2 separate regions of the Cricetulus griseus genome follow, and region 2 is linked to region 1. A link is a contact called in public Hi-C data. All regions are on one chromosome and are shown on one strand. Each heading gives the region's core, a stretch centred on a gene start, on an enhancer-like site or on the middle of the called end of the contact. The rest is flanking DNA. Distances are from core to core; before and after follow the strand shown.

Region 1 (3,180 bases), core at 348-2,847:
TGTCTTGGACCAACTCCGAGGAGGCCAACCCTCCCTTACATCTTGTGTCTGACCAGGAACCCTACAGCTGGCCCCTGAGCCCCAGTGATCCACTGGCCTCTATTTTCCCAGCACTGGGATTAAAACATGGCCCACTTAGCCTGGCTATTTCCTTTCTTTCTTTCTTTCTTTCTTTCTTTCTTTCTTTCTTTCTTTCTTTCTCTCTCTCTCTCTCTCTCTCTCTCTCTCTCTCTCTCTTTCTTTCTTTCTTTCTCTATGCATACTGGGGATCAAACTCAGGCCCTTGTGCTTGCCAGGGAAGCACTTTACAGACTAAGCCATCTCCCAAACGGCCTAAGGACTCTTGTTAATATGTCAGTGTGGCCACCTCCATGGAAGAATAGTGGATAGATGCGAGAGAACACAACAGTCCCTAAACCATGGCTGCCCAGGGGACTAGAGAGGCCTTCGTAGTGTAGAAGGCTGATCACCTCTCCTGCCCTCTGCACTCTGTCAGAGCCCGCAATGACAGGGAAAGATACTGTTCAAGGATTCCTTGGCTGCAGGGCTCAGTGCTTGGATCCCAACAATGTCATATCAGAACAGCCCTAAAAATAAGGTCTTATGTCAGGAGCCACCAGGCCAAGAGCCAGACACATGGGGCAGAAAAAGAATCCAAACCCCAGCAGCAATGGTCAGTGTTGTTTCCTTTCCTGGGGACACTGTGGAGCAGTGTGCCCACAGAGGGTCAACTCTGGCTTCAGATGTACCCCGCTGTACTCACTTTCCAGGGACCATCTTATCCCAGGAATCCCTGGGCCCGAACTCCCAGGCCAGTGTTCATCTGGTGAGTCTGAGGGGTGGCTGGACAGCTGCCAGGACTCTGATCACCTCCAGGCCTGTCAGCATCTCCGCTGACCTCTATCTCTTCTCACAAAAAGCCGCCTCTGGGCCTGGTCAGGGACAGAAGGAAGACTAGGACATGTGTCCTCGGGTGCATGGGAGCCTACAGGCTAGCCCACTCCCTAAATGCCCAGAGAGAAGCTGCAGGTTGGCCAGACCCAGCCTGCTGCCGGCCGTCACTAGGAACATTTTTATTTTCTGATTGTTAACATGTTGGGAGCTGTAGAGGCTCATAAGACAGCCAAGTGGTTATGAGCTCAAAGGCTTTGTGAGAGATTTTCTCTGAGGACTCGTTAATGTGATGTTTTAATGGAATACTCCCCAATCTGAATCCTGCACTGGAGCTTTTAATAGAGCTGATAAGCGCTGGGCAGAGCATGTGGCAGAGCAGACATGCCGGACACCCTCCTCACCAGGGAGGTGACAGGGTAGAGAAAAAGAGGAATGATAGGGCAGTCTAAAGACAGGAGTTCACAGACCGACATTAAAAACCCACAAACAGGGTAGAAATAGCACCCCATCTGCAGGGAAGCTTAATGGGGTAGTTAAAGACACATTCCGGTGCCCAAGCTCCTTGGAACGGGCTCTCAGAACTGCCATTAACTTGGATAAAACCCATAAATTAACCCAACCATGAACATAAGCACAGCCCACTCCACCCCCTGCTACCCCACCCTGGGGCCTAAAATACTCAGGCAATTCTTGCCAGGTGACTCATGAGACTTCCTGGGCCCACCCCGCTGGCCTATAGCCCCGCCCCCCAGCAGTATAGACATGGCTGAGGGAATCTCCTGGTATTTTTGGAAGACAGCTGTTGGCTTTTCTAATCAAGAGTCTGAGAGGCAAAGGAACAAAGTGGGCTAGGCATGGTGACTGGAGTTAGCAAACAAGGGTAGAGGAATGCTGCTTGGATGACCCAGGAACATGCCCTGGTTCAGGGCAAGGATGGACAGATGGGTAATTGAGGAGTGTCCACCTGCATGTGAGGGCAGAGGTGGCCATTTTCTCAGTTCTCACCAGAAATCTCAGAGATGAAATGAAGGCTTTCTCTCCCCTGGTGTTCAACTCACAGACTACCATGTATGTGGCAGCCCCCAGGGAATGTACTAAATCCTGGAGCCACAAGTCTCTTTGGCCAGTGTAAGCCACACCTCCAAACTCTCCCTGTCTTCCTGAGACTGGGATCCATTTTATCTTGAAATGTTACATATTTCTTCATGGAAATAGAGAAAGGATGGAGTAGAAGAGATTTGGTGAAACAAGATTGGTGAATACCAAATGTTCTGATTGGACTCTAATATACACAAACACACCCAAAAAAAAGAGTCAGTGTGGAGGGGCCTGGAGAGATGGCTCAGGGATTAAGAGTCAGTGTGGAGGGGCCTGGAGAGATGGCTCAGGGGTTAAGAGTCAGTGTGGAGATGCAAACCTATAATCCCAGAATTCAGGAACCAAGGCAGGATGATCAGAAGTGCAAGGCCTGCCTTAGCTACCAGAGAACTTGTTCCTTCCCAGTGGCGGGAGGAGAGGAGCTTGTTAAAACTCAGGAAGTAATCAGGAAGTACCTGAAATTTACAAGGATCTGGGAGGAAATCCCAGGAGGCCCCTAAAACTTAAAAAATTCACAAGGTTCAACCCCAAGGTTATAGAAGAAATTAACGGCGGGGGGGGGGGGTGAGAGACTCTGCAGCCTACCCAGCTGCTTGCAAGTCATGAACAGAACTCCAGGGCTGCAGCTCCTATGTGTTGTCACCCAGGCTGGGGTAGGATTTTTTTCAGAGATTCAGCTGTCTTTATGTCACCCATGCTCCTGTGAGTAACCCCAATAAACACACAGGTTCATGAAGCTAGACTTTGATAGAACTGCTTCTGAGGTCTGTTGCAGGTGCTCTATTGCTGGCGCCCTACCTAGAGCAAGCAGACACTTGATTACATCTCTTGAGGGAAGTCACACAGCAAAGCCTGCCTCAACAGCAAAATCCTTAAAAGATTTGCAATGAAGAAACTCATTTAACTTTATTTAATCCAACCTTTCCAAAATTTATTTGTCTGAAATGAACACTTTTCTGTTTTTTTGTTTTTTTTTTCTTTTTTCAAAATGTTCTGGGTAGAATAATATCCCTTCCCAGGATGTCCACATCCTTAAAACCTAAGTCTGTGACTACGACACCTTATGTGGATGAGAAGACCTTGCTTTGTGATTGAGAGAAGGGGAAGTAATAGTGCTAGCTAGGTTTTTGTTGTTTGTTTTGTTGGGGATTTTTTGTTTGTTTTTTGTTTTGGTTTGGGTTTTTTCAG
Region 2 (3,180 bases), core at 350-2,849, 55 kb after region 1:
CCCACCCGAACGTGAGCTCCTCACACACAGGCTCCCTTCTTCTGCGTGCGGGCGGCTCGGCAGCCGAGGAGGCTGGGTCCCTGCTCGGTTCCTCTCCTCTCCGACCGCAGCCGTGCCGTGAGGAGAACGGGACCACGCGTCATGCCGCCCGCCTGCCCGTGGGTGCGCACGCGTGTCCCGTCTCCGCCTACGGTTCGGGTGCCGCGAGGCCCGTCACGCGTGGGGTATGGCTCCCGGGGACACCTCACGGGAGCCCCGCAGCGGGCGATGCTGCGGCGCGGTCGCCCACGCGCGCCAGCTCAGCCGGCCGCCCACCGGCATCACGAGCGGGATGCGGACTCGTCTGCGCCTGGTCCGACGGCCGGGTCCCCCACCCCGCCCGCCCCGCCGGGTGGGCGCCGCGCCAGAACGGTTCCGGCCCGCTTCTCGGTCCAGAGGCCACCGCCGCTGCCCCCCCTCGCCCCCCACGCAGGCGCGCTCTCCGGCCGATAGGGCGGGGCGACCCTCGGAAGGGGCGTGGCCACAGCCCTCGACGCGCGCACGCGCCCTCGGCCTCACGGCTACGTGTCGGGCCACGTGATGCCCACCCGAGAGTGCCCCCAGTGAAGCAACAGGACGTTAAAAAAAAAAAAAATTCTCCTTTTTTTCTTTTCCTGAGGGGTGGCGAGGAAGGTGGACGAAGAGGTTTTAAAAAAAAAAAGAGAGAGAAAAAAATCCCCTCAAACTATAGTAACGCGCCGAGAGGCGAGGCCAGGGCGGCGGCGAGCGCAGCGCCCGCGCATAGTCCCGCCGGAATTCCTCTCAGCCGACGCGCCCGACCGCGCCCGCCGCCTCAGCAACAGCGCGCCGACGAGCCAGCGCCGCCGCCCGCGTCCCCTCAGCCGCGACCCCGGCCCCGCGCAGGCCGCCGCAGCCGGCGCGCGTCCCCCTCAGCCGCGGCCCGGCCCTCGGCCACCAGCCGGCCGTCCGTCCGTCCCGCCCGAGCGGCCAGGGGCAGGGGCGCCGGCGGCGGCGGGGGGCGGGAGCGCGCCTAGCCCCGTAACGGCCGCCCTGCGCGCCCGGCCCGCCGCCCGCCCCCGGCCCTGCCCGCGCCCCTCCCCCCGCCGCCGCCGGCAGCGCCGCCTGAACTGAGGCGAACTCCGCCGCCAAGTGAGTGAGGAGGAGGAGAGCCGCGGAGGAAGAGGAGGAGCGGCAGTCGGAGCGGCGGCGGCGGCGGCGGCAACGCGGGGGCGCCGCGGCGGACAGCACCGCAGACTCGCGAGCTTCGGCGCAGGCGGCGCGACCGGCCGACGAGCGGCCCCTCGACTCCTCGCGGCGCAGCGGCCCCGCGCCGCGCTCGGCCCCGAGACCCGCCTCCGCCGCCGGCCTCGCGAGGGGAGCCGCGCCGGGCGGCCGAGGAGCGGCGGCCGCGGCGCGTCGGGCCGGGCGAAAGTGCCTGCGGGGGGGCGGGCGGGCGCGCGGAGCCGGCCGCCCCGGGGCTCGGCGCGGGAGCCGGAGCGGAGTCGGCGCGGAGCGGGACGCCGCGTCCGAGCGGCCGGCGGCCGGAGCTCGCCCCGCCCCTCCCTCCTCTCCTCCTCCTCTCTCCTCCTCCGGCGGCGCGCGGCGGCGGCGGCGCGGGCGGAGTGAGCTGCGGAGCCTGGAATATGGTCGGGGAAATGGAAACGAAGGAGAAGCCGAAGCCCACCCCAGATTACTTGATGCAGCTGATGAACGACAAGAAGCTCATGAGCAGCCTGCCCAACTTCTGCGGGATCTTCAACCACCTCGAGCGGCTGCTGGACGAAGGTGAGCCTCTCGACCCCCGCGGGCGAGCGGGCGGGCGCGGCGGCCCGGGATGGCGGGGCGGCGGGAAGGTCAGGCGGGCGGGCGCACAAAGGCGGCGCGGGCGGCTCGCGGCGGGTCGGGGCCAGGGCCGGGGCAGGCCCGAGGGCGGACCCGGAGCTCGCGGGCGGCAGGGCGGCGGGGCGGCGGGGCTGCGGCCAGCTCCCGACGGCGCGGCAGATAGACACCCCGCCATCCCGACCGATCTGGCCGGGCCACGCGAGCTCTGCCTCGCCTCGCCCGCGGGGCCCCGGCTGGGGGTGCCCGTCTCAGTGGAGTTGTGTGGCCCGCGGTACAGGAGTGGACTCTTCGGGTGTCCACAGATTACGTAGGGTACCGAAAAGTAGTGCTTATGTGGCCGAAGGCGAGCACGAGCTGACACAGAGCACAGCACTTTTTTTGTCCTTTGTTTAGGGAAGCGAGAACTGTTTGGGAGTTTAACTTCACTTTTTTTTTTTTTTTTTGGGTGGCGGGGGGAGGAGTATGAAATACCGCGATGACAGACCTGAACGGAATCCGAGTTCGGAAGAACTCACTGGGGCGGAGGGTTAGCTCCAGGCGTAGCCGCCCGCGTCCCTGGGGCGGGGAGCTGGAAGTTTGAAAGGACGGGAATAAAATAGAGCGCAAGTTTGCAGAAGCCGAGTTGGGAGCGCTGCAGGGAGCGAAGAGTGGCTAGAAGATGCATGCTGGTCAGCTCTGGCAGTCCTCTAAGAACTTCTCTCAGCAGCGACCTGGAGTGTTAGTTCCCAGGAGCCGTGGGTTTCCGCGGATTCCCGGGGCGGCCTGTGGGGCAGGAGGACCAACAAGTCCGCTTTGAAAACCGTGTAGCGGGGAGTTTCCCTTTTGTTTTTAAAAGTCTCCAGGCGGGGGGCTGTCTGAAGGAAGCGGAAAACTGTGCTGATGTGCGGATGAACAGTGGATTTTAGCATCTTGAGAAGAATCTCGAAATATTTTCAAATACAGCTAGAGAAATCAAAATTTATGCTCAAGGAGCAGGCATATCAGGGAAGAACAAAAGACTTTGAATACCTCCGAGCTAAGAGCGAGCTTCTTTTGGGTGGGGAGCCATAGGCAGGACTTGAGGCAGAAAGCGCTCAGTTATGACGCCTGAACATGCATACAACAGTAACAAGTCGAAAGGGACATTTCCTACTTTTGGGTCCGCGTGTCTGTTAGTCTCAGACGCCTCGGAGGAAAGTTGTGCTGCCCCTTTAAGGGGTTTTGCCTATTTGTGTTGGCATTTGAAAGATTGTGGAGGCAGAAAACTTTCTGGAATGTCAAAAAAAAAAAAAAAAAAAAAAAAAAAAAAGGAGGGTGTGTGTGTGCTGGAACTCTTCAATTGAGTATTTCCAAATGTGA

The links. A called contact is a pair of places that touch in the nucleus more often than the background predicts.
Region 2: a Hi-C map of fibroblasts shows a contact between it and region 1, with 3 times the contacts expected there. The contact joins the promoter of Qki here to the enhancer-like site in region 1. A contact is called at or near these places in 3 of 8 Hi-C or Micro-C datasets (the CHK-Q cell line, fibroblasts and liver).

The regions. Positions count from the first base shown.
Region 1 is chr2:290,434,349-290,437,528 of CriGri-PICRH-1.0, forward strand. No RefSeq gene overlaps it. Among named protein-coding and RNA genes, the nearest start is that of Qki, 55 kb to the right of the region's middle. Within about 2 kb of position 1,598, at least 3 of the 6 cell types and tissues checked have open chromatin away from gene starts, as enhancers often do. A contact at or near this core is called in fibroblasts, where this site is marked.
Region 2 is chr2:290,489,095-290,492,274 of CriGri-PICRH-1.0, forward strand. It overlaps Qki (protein quaking), which reads left to right and starts at 1,600. Exons shown (of 8, transcript XR_003482378.2): 1 at 1,600-1,785.